2 separate regions of the Zea mays genome follow, and region 2 is linked to region 1. Evidence: chromatin contacts called from public Hi-C data. All regions are on one chromosome and are shown on one strand. Each heading gives the region's core, a stretch centred on a gene start, on an enhancer-like site or on the middle of the called end of the contact. The rest is flanking DNA. Distances are from core to core; before and after follow the strand shown.

Region 1 (6,682 bases), core at 1,700-4,199:
GCTCTAACTCAAGCTTATCGTAAAGTTGTATCAAACGATTATGAAAAACGACGGCTCGCCGATAAACCCTAAAAAAAATAGAGTCTTTTTTTGTTGAGAGCTAGAGCACTAAAAACCTGGTTTTTATCGGCTCCACCTATATTTTTCCCATACATAATTAGAAAGAAACGCGGAGAGAATCTATTTTATCAAACAAGTAGCAAAATGGCTCCGATCCCTTAAAAAATCTAGAGTCCGAACTGTTTTTGAGGAACTAGAGCTCGGCCCAACGGAGGCCTACATGTCAAGGACCCTGCTTCTGACTCACATGTTAGGAACCGTCTGTTCTGATTCTTCTTGCTGTCAAGTGTTGTCTAATAACTATATTGTACTAATCTACTAGTACAGAGGAAACAGCTTAAAAAGGAAGAAGGGTCAACTAACATATAATTCTCTGACACCTAAGTTGGCCACTCAGCAGCTTTCATTGGGCAATATCTGTTCTAGCTTTTACGCTGTTAATTACTAATCTGTCTGGTACTCCTCACCAAAAGATGTACTAATCATGTAACTAAAATAATAAATAATGTGCGTACTTGCAGCAACACACAGCATACTGACATTGGTAATCCTGTTCATGGGTCGGAAAGATGGGGATAGGATAGGTAGGTCAGGCCCGTCCAAAAGGATGCTTAGAGGTATCATTAAACTGAACCCTTGCTCAACTCGCAGACACTGCTGCGTTGCGTGCCATGCGTATCTGAGATGGAAAGACCCAAAGAAATTTTATCTGCTCACGGACTCGGCACCGAGAACCTGAGATCTCCAGACCCCCGTCGCAATCGGCTCGAGCTCGCAAACGCGCGGTGGGAAAAAAGGAGGTGGGAAAAAAAGCGAAGGGATGGCAAAACCATCGCCGTGTAAAAGAACGCGGCCGCTTTCCACGTCGCCCGCCCAAGTACCCATCGTTTTCTGCTGCTGCACCCACCTCCTCCAGCCTTCCCTTTTTTTTTGTTTCGCCTTTTCCCTTCTTTAGTTTGCACCAGCAACAGATTAAAAGCGCCTTTTCTTGCCAAAAAATAAAAACGGACCATGGTTCTGCTGGCTCCGTTTCCTTAACAGCCAAGACAAATGCATTTTGTATTCCTAGATCTAGTGAGCAGGATCTTAATTGGACTTTAGGTACCAAATTGAAACCGATATGTTTGTTCATCGAACTCCAGGCATCAGCTAGTTTGATATTTGAAAACTTTACTTGTAGCTTGATTTTATTAGTTTGTATTGGAAGATCGTGTTGACACAGACCGCTGAACGACTGCCGATATATAGAGAGGGGATAAATGTGTCTCGCAAATAAAAATATATAGCACGCACATACGCATTCAGTATTTGTGAAGGACATGAGTCCTCGGCTCCATATATGACCAAATTAGGGATGACAATGGTGAATTCTCTGTCGGATTGTAGCTCCTTGTCTCCGCAACGAAAAGATTATTCTGTAGGGATCCCACGAATGTTTGCGGGGATATTTTTCTCCATCCCCATCGGGATCCTCGTCCCCGCTTAAATTATAATTAAATCTACTCTATTTATTATTAATATAAAACATCGTCACTTATACATATTGTTAGATGTAAAAATCATTATATGTACATTAAAATAAACACATTTGAACAACGGATGATCTCTTGACAAGATCATTATTTATTTTTACCATTAACTATTACATGAAAACATTGTCATATGTAAGTTTAACGGGTCCCCGCGGGAACGGAGACAGAGAATGCTTCCTCGTCCCCATCCCTGTTTACCTATCGAGAGAGAATTTTTTCCCGTTTAAATCCCCATAGGGGAAGAAACTTTGTCATCCCCATCCCCTAATAGAGGAATTCCCCGCAGGGAATCGGAGATCGGGTCCTTATTACCATCTCTAGACAAAACACTCTCAAGTTTTATGAGTAGTTTATTTCCTCCATAGTCCTCTGCCTATTTACCAGCCAATGTAGCAGTTGTTTCGCCTTGTTTACTACGTGACGTTTCCCATCTGTTTATAAGGCCAGTTACATAAAATTTATTAAGCTTATTAGAGGGTGCTTAAAACATTCCGTGGCGGTGCGGTGAGAGGGCTCGATGGGTCCACTGTGTAGGGCACCAGAAGAAAATTGAGAATGAGAAGAAAACATGGAAGACCGAATTTATAAGGGGCATTTAGTATTGGTTCATACAAAGAATCGGTGCTAAAGGTCTATTGGCGGGAACCTGAAAAAAAAAGACCTCTAGAGATTTATTTGGGTATAAATATAATCAACCACACAATTTAAAAAAATATAAACAAAAACAAGTAACAAGTGGATCTCCCTGCTCTTGTAGTACCAACTGAAGGAGGTAGAGACTTTATAAAGCATGTACAGTAATATTGGCTGAGCCTACAACTGATTCTAATATATGTTAGATCAACCGGCACCGAGCCGAGTACATTAGGTTAATCACAATAGAGATTTTATGAGGTGTTTCACGTATTAATTAGCCTGCCACATCAGCTATTTGATGACATGTCATAACATTTAATAAGGAAGAGTTTCATGGAGTTTCATGGGGATGAAACCATGTTAACTCGTTTCCAAGGTCTTGAAAACTGTGTGAAACCTCCACTGAGAGTGTTTTGTTTCATCTTCATATAATTGAGTAAATCCTATTGATTATTTATATGCAGCATTTAAGAAGTATGTTGACATATGAAACAGTGAGATGAAACTCTCTATTGAGAGAGGATGTTTCATTCATCCATAAAACTGACATGACATTTTTGAAAATAGAGAAATGAAATTCTCACTGTGATTAGCCTTAATAGCAGTTGGAGACACCAAACGATATTGATGTCCTCTTCGAGAATGCGACGGTTAAAGCACACTTGGATGAGTACAAACCGCGATCAGGCCGCGGGTACCGCGCGATAAAAAGACGAGCCATGCGTTCTGGTTCGAGAAAAACGACACGGGATCCCAGTAATCGACGCCAGGCAAAAGCGAGAGGCACCTCCGCTCCGCTCGGCTTGCCGTGGGTTCCGTCGGCCCGGCCCCTCGCCACTGCTGTAGAGTACGCCCTTTCCTCTCCGGTCGAGTCAGCCGCGCTCCTTTACGCCTCGCCGCTGCCCCCGCCACCGCAACGCCTGGTGCCCGGGGGCCGGGCCGGGTCGCGTGGTGGATCGACGCTGTACCAGTACCACCCTGCCTGCCGGCCGGCCGGCCTTTGGTGCGTCGCGTGGCATGTGCTGCTTGCGCGCACGTCGCGTTTCGCCGTCGAGTCTTGTGAAGGGACGCCGGACGCGCGCTGATGGGACGGGACGGGACCGGACTCGGACCGGGACAAGACGCGTCAGAGTACTCTCGCCTGCTGAATGCCTGCTCAGTGCTCACTGCTCAGCCGGTGCGCCCGCGCCGCTGTCGGCGTGCACGCCTGACGGGCGGGGGGCGGCTAGCTCCGGGCTCCCACCTCGGTTGGCGCGCGGCCAATCCCCACCGGCCGCAAGTACGCCCATCGCCGGGCCCCACGGCGTGGCGCGGCGCTACTGCCTAGTAGCCTAGCTACCTTGCCCGAGAACCCGAAGTAGAAAATGGCCAAGGCTTCCCCAGCCAACCAGGCCGTGCATGCATTGCATGGGCATATATGCGTCCGACCCGTATGCTGTCGAGTCGGCTAGCTTGCGTTGCGTGGAGTGTAGCTATAGTTGATCAGATGCATGGTGCAGTGAAGAGCGCGCAGCACACGGTTTACCCGTCGAGCTAGCGAGTACACAGCCGGAGTAGCCAATAATTATCAGCTGGACTTCTTTTTGTAGATCCTGCCGCTGCTGCTATATATATATATATATATATATTTATTTATTATAAATGTAAAAAAAGGAGAATAACTTTGTTCTACGTCTGGTGCTACTTATTATTATTATACTATATTTTGTAGAATCCCGGCAGGCCAGGCATCGCACACCGTGATGGACGGACAGCGCCTTTTTCGGTCTTCACGTGGTGTGGCCCAAGAGCAAGAGGTTCCCGTGCATCTTTCCGTCGAGTCATTTTATACAAAAGACGGGCCTGCCATTGGCCACCAGCGTTTTGCCACCAATGATCTGTGATCTCCGCTGTGGGATGGCAACGGGCACATTTTACCCGCGTGCCCGCGGGTAAAAACCCTATAGGGTGCGGGTTTGGGTGTGAGTTTGTACCCGCGGGTACGGGTGCGGGTTTGATTCTCAATCCGACGAGTTTTTTTCTCGCGGGTATGAAAATGTTATACCCGTGCCCGCAAACCCGCGTACCCGCAATGGATATATATATATATATATATATATGTATGTATGTATATATATATATGTGTGTATATATGTAATTTTATATGTGTGTATATTATATATATACATATTTGTATATGTATAGTTATATGTGTGTATAAATATATGTATATATAGATGATATATGTATAAATATATGTGTATAATTATGTGCCCGCGGGTTTGTGGCACCCGCGGGTCGCGGGTATGGGTAGCATATTGTACCCGTCGCGGGTAACGGGTACGGGTGCGGGTTTAATATTAAACCCGCGGAGGCGGGTTTGAAAACCATCTACCCGCGGGTTTCAAACCCGTTGCCATCCCTAGTTGTGCCTGTTCGCACCCTCACCCACATGGATGGGTCGTCGTCGATGGTTCTTCTGGACGCTAGAACGGACCGGGCGGCTGTGTCTTCGAGCTGAAGTGTGTGTGTGAGAGAGAAGAATATGCACACTGCTAGTACCACTAGTCCGTATACGCATGCATACTCCTAGCTTGCTCTTGGAGTCTACTCCCTCTCCTCTGTCTCTCTCTCTGCCTTTTGTGGTGAAGCTGGGGGGGCCTCAAGCGGTGGAATCTGAACGCTTGCTTCCCCCATCGCCACACGGTCGGGGTCGGGGAATCTAGGCTTTGACCTAGATTCTGGTGGAATCTGAAAACCCATCGGCGGCAAGGCAAGGCAAGGCAATGCAAGACAGGCGAGAGCCAGCGCAAAGCGCCCGCCCCGTGTGTCAGCCGGTCACATGCATCAAGCAGGGGGCTGGGCACTGCTAGTCTGCTAGTGCAGTAGTACTACTGTACTAGTACTAGTACTGGTGCCCCCCGAACTTTGTCATGTCTGTCGTTTCTTGGAGAAGCCTGACCCCGTCCCCGGCCTGTCCAGTCTAGCAGCGCAGCGCTGGCCTGGCCTGCAGCTAGCTGAGCACAGTGCGAGCCACTATGCGCGCGCGTGCATGTTGGTTGCCGGCGGTCCGTGTATCATCCTGCTGCCTGCAGGCTTGGTTGTTGGTTCCAAATGTAGGTACAGCATCCATGATATTATTGGTAGTTTGGGCATGTTTTGATTCCAGTTCCAGGGGGGCTATATCGTAGCCGTGATCTATTGCTGTCTTGTAGCTAGCTCACCATGAATGCTGCTGCACCGCGATGCTCTGGGATTCTTCTGCCTAGTGTTTAGCTGTGGCGCGAGTTGTTTACCTGCCTGGGAACTCTTTTTTTGCTTCTCCCCTCTCGGTCGACCTCCATCCAGCCCTCCTGTCCTGGCGGCAGCCGGAGCAGGGAAGGCCTTCCGCTCTCCTCTGCACTCCAAAAGCAGCACCACGTCAGGTCAAGGCCCTCGTGGTCCTCGTGTCCTGCTCAAGGCCCAACGACCCAGCGCGTCAGGTGCTTTGCGTGCCTGTCGGCCCACGAGTTCTGGTTCAGGCCCAGGAGTAACACGACTGGACCACGAGTCGATGACCAATGTGTGTGGGCTGGGCTGCGGCTTCCGAGATCAGGACGCGGGCCAGTCTGCGGCGCTCCCAGCCCTCCGACGCGAATTTCTCCGCGCTTCTCTTGTCCTGCCTTCGACTTCAACGCGTGAGGGTAAAAAAAAAAAAAAACAGCTGCAAAGTCGACAGTGGCCACGACAGCACACACGTCCCCGTCGCCATCATGGACAACGGCAGCTTGTTAGACCGGGGCCTCCTAAAACTTCGCGTGTTTTGCAAGCGGAGCCGGAACCGGGCAGAGGCGCACGCACGACCACCTCACGCGCTCGACCGCTTTGTCAGCAGCTGCACGAAGACGATGGCTGCGGCCCGCAAGTGGGAGCGGAAGAAACTGTTGAGAAACCCTAATTAAGGGTTATGTGGGCAAATACCGAATATAGCCCTGAGGGCTATCGCGTCTCTATATATAGAACTTGTACCCCTTATATGGAAGAGAGATCAGAAAGAGGCCAGAGGTCCAACTCTATATCCAGTGTCTCGTGTGTTTCCTCTGTCGTGCTTATGGGAAGGGAGACGAGTTCTCTACATCTTCTTGCGCCTCTACTGCTGACGGGAGGGAAGGGAGCGGATCTGGTGATCCGTGGTAACGTATTTCTCAACACGTTATCAGCACGCTCTACCTCGACGTTGCTGCGAGATCAGATCTGCGTCAACTCTTCGTCACGCCGGCAGGTCTTTGGCCTTGCCGAACTGTCCTACGCGACAGGCTTCGTTTCCATTCGCAGAATCAAGAAACATGGTATGAAATATATAGATCTACTGTTCGTCTTGAAAAAAACAGTACGCCGGCGGCGGCTCTGCTGGCCACATCGCGCGTACCGACCTGATATATAGATCTACTGTTCCTATTTTCGTGTGCCAAACTACCAACCAATAACTCCGTAGT
Region 2 (6,682 bases), core at 1,191-3,690, 160 kb after region 1:
TTACAAACCGCGTCAATGTAACACCAAATTAGCACAATTCATCACTAATTAATTCACAATTCACATACATGTTCATCAGTTTAACCCATAATTATATTTGCATAGACCAAATTAACACATAGACATAGTTCATTATTCATTAGTTTAATTCATAGGCCATAGACACCTCACATATATAACATGTTCATCAATTATTATGTAAATGATATGCATATAGTTCCATTTTGCTGGAATATGGTAGCTCGTTTAGCTCGCGAGCTGGCTCGTTAACGAACCGAGCTAGAATATCAACTCAGTTCGTGAAAAAAATTCAAACGAACCAATCCGACCATAAACTGAGCGAGCCAGCGAGCATTTCGTCCAGCGCTATCCGCACCCTTCTCTTTCTCTCAGCCATACTTTGCCTCCGTCCGTGCTTTGACAGTTTACACTCCCCACGCTGAAAACCTTTCCATGTGGGTTTGCAGTACAAATAATTTCAAGCAACATCAAATTCTTTGGCTTGTTTCCAACAGGCGGCTGGCAGCATGATTTTGCTTTACAGCTAGAGCAGAAAACAAAATCAGGAGCCAAAAGGCACAGCTCAACAGCTATTAGATCACAAGTCACAAGTGCGCACACCATAGATGCGACGTGAGACCAAGAAAGACGCACAGCATCACGATACGTTCAAGATGAACACACATGGTTACATACATACGCCAGAAGAATTAATTAAGTTGCAACAGAGGAGATCATAACAGGGGATTACACTGACTTTCTCGACTGGCCGTGCCGTGAGAAAAAACAACCGGCAGCTCAACCAGGAGATTAGCACGTACGTTTACTTCTGCATCACAACACAGCCGCCATGGCCGATGTCTAAAATGCCATCGATCCACCGCAGCTGCAAACCCCAAATCGAAAATTACACAGAGCTATCACTGACTGAACCTTGCTGCTGCTGCTGCTGCTACTACTAAAATACTAGTTGTAGTTGATCGTTCATGAGAGGATGGAATCCCAGTCGATCTCCCAGGACGGGTACTTGCGCAGGTGGAAGGCCTCCGTTTCGTCCCACGGCGCCTCGGTGAAGTCCAGCTTCGCCATCTCCGGCACGGGCGGCGCCTGCGTCGGGGAAGGAGGGGAGCCGGCGGAGGCCGAGTCCTCATCCCCCTCCGTCGACGCTGAGCACTTGGGGGAGTCCGGCAGGGACGCGGCCGACTCGTCGCTGGACGAGCTGTTCTTGGACCCCGCCAGGGACTGGCAGATGGCGGTGAGCTTGGCGTCCACGGAGGCGTGGAGCGGGCCGGCGAGGCGCGCGCCGCCGCCGCGGCGGAGGGACGGGAAGTTGAGGCGCGCCGTGTCGCCGCGGAGGCGGAAGGCCGCCTCGTCGTAGGCCAGCGCCGCGCCCTCGGCGGTGTCGAAGGTGCCGAGCCACAGCCGCGTGCGGTTCTTGGGGAGGCGGATCTCCGCCACCCACTTGCCCCAGTGGCGCTGGCGCACGCCGCGGTACAGCTTCGACTGCGCCGGCGGCGACCCGGACTGCTTCATCGGCTGCGCCCGCGGGCCCAGGAACGCCGCGTGCAGGCCCCTCTGCTGCTGGTGCTGGAACATGAGCTGGGCCTGGATCTGCTGGATCTGGGCCGGGCCGAGCTGGTTCAGGCCCATCGGCCCAGCCACGCCCGACGCCGTCGAAGCCGCGTAAGGCGACGAGTAGAGTGGCGGAAGCTGCGAGAAAGGCGAGGAGGTGGGGGTGGGAAGAGGCGAGGTGGTGTAGGAGGAGGGTGTAGGCATGTAAGAATCTGGGGCCAACGAGTAGCGATGGTAGGGGGAGGAAGCACTCGTTATAAAAGGCTCGAGTGCTTTCGCGAGCTCCTGATCCGAGGGGGACGAGGAGGCGATAAGGTGTGCGCTGGTATTGCAGTACTTGTACATGTCTATGGCTGCGGCCATTGGAACTACTAGATGGAGAAAGCTTGGATGGAGCTAGAAGAAGAGGCTGGGCAGAACTTAAAACGGGAAGAAATAAAAGGAGCTTGTTTATGAAAACAGGGGTAGGAAAAAGTTTGGAAATCAGCCCTGTTCCTCAATAAAAGTAGAGAAACGAGGGTGTGTTTGTGCAGAGAAAAAAAAAAGAAGCGGTGAGAATCCAGAAGAGAAAAAAGGTTCTCTGGATCTCTGCTCCTCCTAGGAGAGGTGTGATGAGGTGAGAAAAAAAAATCCTAACCCAAGAACACGCTTCCTTTGAGGATTCTAATAAACCCAAAAGAAGAGCCTCTTGAACCGGACCTTTCTTGTGCTGCGCGTCCCTGCTGCTAAAAGAACCAGAGAGTTCAGAGAACGAACCTGCGTTGCTGCGCCTCGGTTGATTTTTTTTGCTCGGATCGCTCAAACCTCACCGTGGAGTTGGGATGGGATGTGGCTTGTTGTTCTTGTGGGGGGGTGGGGTTGAGTTGAGGCGCCTCTCTGGGGAAGAAAGGTCTCTCGGCCAGGCCTTTATATAGTGCCACTGCCAGGCTTGAGGCCGTGCACGCGAAGCCAAGCGGGCATCTCTTCCTCGCCGTTGTTTGCGATTTCTTCTGCTGGGTGGATTAGCACAAAATGATTCGATTAATCAACTAAACAATGATGCTCGAAAAAATATATTAAATGCAATTTGGAAGCAGGCCTGTTGCTCTCGTCTCGTGTCCATGGCGTCATCCTTCCCGCGCGAATGCCAAGTCGCAGCCAGTCCTTATCCGCCACGTGTGCGCCTTGTCTCGTGTGATCGGGAGCGTAGTGGGCTGGATTGACTTGCCAATGGTGGCGCCCTTTGTCCTCTGGAATTTGCCTTTTGGATTGCACCAAGAGCTAGATGCGGAAGAACTTCGTTCCACTACATCCATTCTTTTTTTTAATCATGGAAACGTGACATGTGAGTTTGATAAGATTTCAAATTTGCAAAATAGTCATTTTGGTCCCTCGTTTATCGTGTGAGACTCAATTTCGTCCCTTGATAATTGCTGTTTCAGTCCTTAAACTTCGGTTTTAGGTTTATGCATGAACTACCAAAGTGAAAATACTAAATTGACATCCAGCTTGATGGTTTGCGGATAAATCTAAGCCTAAAGTGCATAGTTTGAGGATTGAAAGAGCCATTTTAATAGTTATAAGGCAGAACCTAGTTCAAAAGGCATCTTCAAGAGACTCTTTATTTTTAGCACTCTATTTTACTCTTTATTTATCCTTTTATAAAGATTACATTATATATGTAGCATCTCTCTCCAACAGATTATCTATCTCGTTTTGCTAGCCAGGTGACTAGTGAGAGTTATTTTACTGTTAAGTAGTTAAAATTTGGCTTGGCGAACTATTTAACTATCTTGTTTTGCTCTCCCATTTATGTTGGGCACAAGTGTGATGGAGCTGGTGACGCTTCTGAATTCGTGTAGCAGAAACAAAGGTGAGTTTTGAACGTTCTGGATCCAGGAGAGCCGATAGAGGTCGTGGGTACCATTGATTTGGACCTTAATAAAGGACAAATTTGAATCGTACCTCTTCAATTATATATCGCCCATTGTAGGTCCTGCTACCGGCAACTGTACGATTGGTGAGTTTTTTTTTATTTATATTGGTCAATCATTGTTCCAGAAGTCTACGTAGCCACGTGATAAGGTTGTTTCGTCAAAACTATTTTTTGTGAGAAAAAAACACACACACACACATGAGGAACAAAAAAACCATTCAATTGTTGGACAGCAACAGAGCAAGAAAATAAGGCCGGGTGGAGGGAAAAAATTCAAAGCGTGGTAGCTCCCCTCCATCCAATTGATTTGCAAGTGGACCGAGGACCAGGTCATCACTAACGACGTGTGGTTCTGGATGCTCCACCATGCCATGCCATGCCGATGGTGATGTTGGAGCCGTTCTACGTATTAATTAAGGGCCCGTTTGGGAGGACTCCAGTTCCTCTAAAAATGGCTCCGGTTCGGGCTTTTCTAAAGAATTAGCTTCTTTGCAGGAGCCCGTACATTTTACAAATGGTTTGGCAAAACGGCTCCTCCAAATAGCACCACACTGAACAGCAGAGAGCTCCAGCTCCTGTGCAAACTGTGCAGACTGCAGAGCCGACATCGCCACCAGTGGACAGCTCCTGTGCAAACTGTGCAAGCGTGGTAGTCGTCTTTTTTTCACTAGAAAAAAAAAAACTTGACCTCAGATGCAGCACATCGTGCTAGGATGCTTCAAGCGGAGCTGCGGAGGACAATGCTTCACTTGAACAACCGGGTCAATAACCAGGTCATCAGGAACGCAAATGCGTGTTGGTCACATTGATGCGCCGCCGGTGAGGCGCGATGGCAACGTCCTTGCCCGATGCACATCCGGACATTTTCGACTCGTTTTTTTATTATTTTAATTTGTGTCGGAGAACTGCTCCTGCTGCCCGATGCGCTCTGCAACCTATACCGACGACGACAGAAACTCGCTACCGGAAGGAACTCTTGAACACAAGGCTCGTAGATAGATTGTAGAAGGGCAGCACGAGCGCGGTACGGCCGGCGGTTCTGGTCCAGGCAAGGGAAGGGGATCCACGAGTGGGCTCCGCCGTTGTGAAAGGTGAAGCGCGACGCGCCACCTTTGGGACGGAAGGGAAGGGGAGGAGGGGACGGGAAAATCGTCCGCGCGGCGCACGCGTGGTTGCGGCCGGGAAGCCACGCCTTGGCGAGAGTGCGCCGGCGGGGGACGCTGCGTTTCCGGCAAGCGAACCGAACCGCTTTCGTCGGCCACGCCTTTGATGGATAGATATAGATAGAATAGGCACCACGCACTAGAAAACTGCGTCATCGTCTCATCAGACCCATACCCTTGCGTGCTGCGACGCCGATATGCTTGTTAATTCTGGATGAGCTAATCGAGCTCTGCAATTTATTAGAAACGGGTGGCCACCGGAGCTCCCAACAACTGCAGCCGTTGTTGGCAAAGCTTCAGCTAGCTCTTGGCGCATCCAACTTTACTGTGCGCTATAACGGTGACATCAATCGCCTTGTGACTTGAGAGGCCAGCGAAACACCGGCAGCTTGAATGCAATCAAACAGTTGGGCGTCGCATCAGTGATCAGGCGGTGGTGATTTGGGGCGAGGTGTGCAAGTGGGTGGGCCGGGGCGGCAGGTGGGGAGCGGATGAGACCAGAAATGGATAGGAATAGATGATTTGTACTACTCCTTTCCCATCCACGCACCGCAACCGCAACTGGTGGAGGCATGGACCCTGGAGTGTCTGGATGGAGGAGCGCCGGCCCTCGATCGCATGAAGAAGCAGAAGGGACGTACTCCAGTATGCTTTTTGGTTGCTCGTGCTTCAAGTTCACGGAAGCCAATACGTAGTGATGTGGCTTTTTGGCATTGCAAGTCAAAAAGGCCCATCCCAGTCGCGCACTCGATCGATACGGGTAAAGTGGACGCTGGCTGTGCAGTGCTGCCCGTGATCGCCGCCGACGCAATCAATATAAAGCGGCTTCTTCTGTTAAAAAAAAAAAGACATTTGCATTGTGTTCTATTACCATCTATCTACTCGAGACGTTCGAATGGCTCCGTCCGCTGATGTGGTCTCGTCACTGGATTGTTTGCCGTCTCCAGAATGGAGTGGTTCTCTTCTCGTATAGCGAGTGAGACTCCGATCAGGCATATCTGGCAGGTGCCTGTGTCGCCGACTCGCCGTCCGAGCGCAGCGCACCCGTCTCATCTTTTCTGACGGGGTGCCTGCCATCGCCGTCCTGGAGTGGATGCACAAAGAGCACGCCACCAACCTCACCCCCGTAGGACACCACACCACGACCACAGTTTGTGTGGAGGTAGGTGGTGGACATGCACTCCTGTCTGCCTCTCGTTCAAACTTCGTTCCAGGGACCACAGTCTCTCCCCGGTGTCCTTTGTTCAAACATCCGCGCGGCGGGAACTCATGTGCCACCCTGCTGCTTCATGAGAGGGACCGAAAACCGCAGCTGCTCCCTGCTCGTTACAGGTAGGGATAAAAACGGAAAACGGTAATTTTCGGATACCGGAATTCGTTTTCGAAGTTTTACCGAAATTTAGACTTAAACGGAAACGAAAACGGTTAACGAAAATACGGAAACAGAATCGATAGAAAAACTCGGAATCGTAACTGGAGTAACTAGACATTGCATAGCTCTAGTAACTTAATACAAATAATATTAAGTTTTCTTTTGGTCAAATTTATTTATCTTATCTTTTATTTGTTTTATTAAATATGTTTTAAACATTAAACTCTGATGTGAATTTCGGGCCAATTTACGCAATTACGTGTCATGTCGTGGGCCGAGGGATAGGCCTGTGGGCTGGCCCGGCATGCCTCGGAATTCAGACGGGTCGGGATGGTTGTCGGTGTTTTGGGCCCGACCGCGCACTCGGGGTTGCCCCTCGAAGTGTTTTTTGGAGTAGGACGGTGTTACCGACTGTAGCTCGATGGTTCGTGCTAGATGTGCGAGAGACAGTGGACAATTTTATACAGGTTCGGGCCGCTTAGAGAGCCGTAACACCATACTTCCTGGTGTGGATCTTTTATGTGGTGGGTTACAGGGGAGTTCTCTAGTATAAGGGATACTAGAGAGCTGAGTAGACGGCTAATGAGTGAGTTGTTGTTTGAGGGGGTGTCCCCTAGGCCTTATATACTCGACCGTGGGGCGTTACATGCAGATATGATA

The links. A called contact is a pair of places that touch in the nucleus more often than the background predicts.
Region 2: a contact with region 1 is called in a Hi-C map of tassel, with 2.4 times the contacts expected there. The contact joins the promoter of LOC100502435 here to the promoter of LOC100381726 in region 1. A contact is called at or near these places in 9 of 25 Hi-C or Micro-C datasets (bundle sheath, ear, endosperm and 3 more) and 1 of 3 datasets of contacts at active chromatin or transcription factors (leaf).

Annotation. Positions count from the first base shown.
Region 1 is chr4:185,834,408-185,841,089 of Zm-B73-REFERENCE-NAM-5.0, forward strand. It overlaps LOC100381726, which reads left to right and starts at 2,950. Exons shown (of 1, transcript NM_001174533.1): 1 at 2,950-4,379. The coding sequence starts at 3,246. The coding sequence ends at 3,563.
Region 2 is chr4:185,991,288-185,997,969 of Zm-B73-REFERENCE-NAM-5.0, forward strand. LOC100502435 (putative AP2/EREBP transcription factor superfamily protein) reads right to left here and starts at 2,441. Exons shown (of 1, transcript NM_001196913.1): 1 at 691-2,441. The coding sequence starts at 1,935. The coding sequence ends at 985.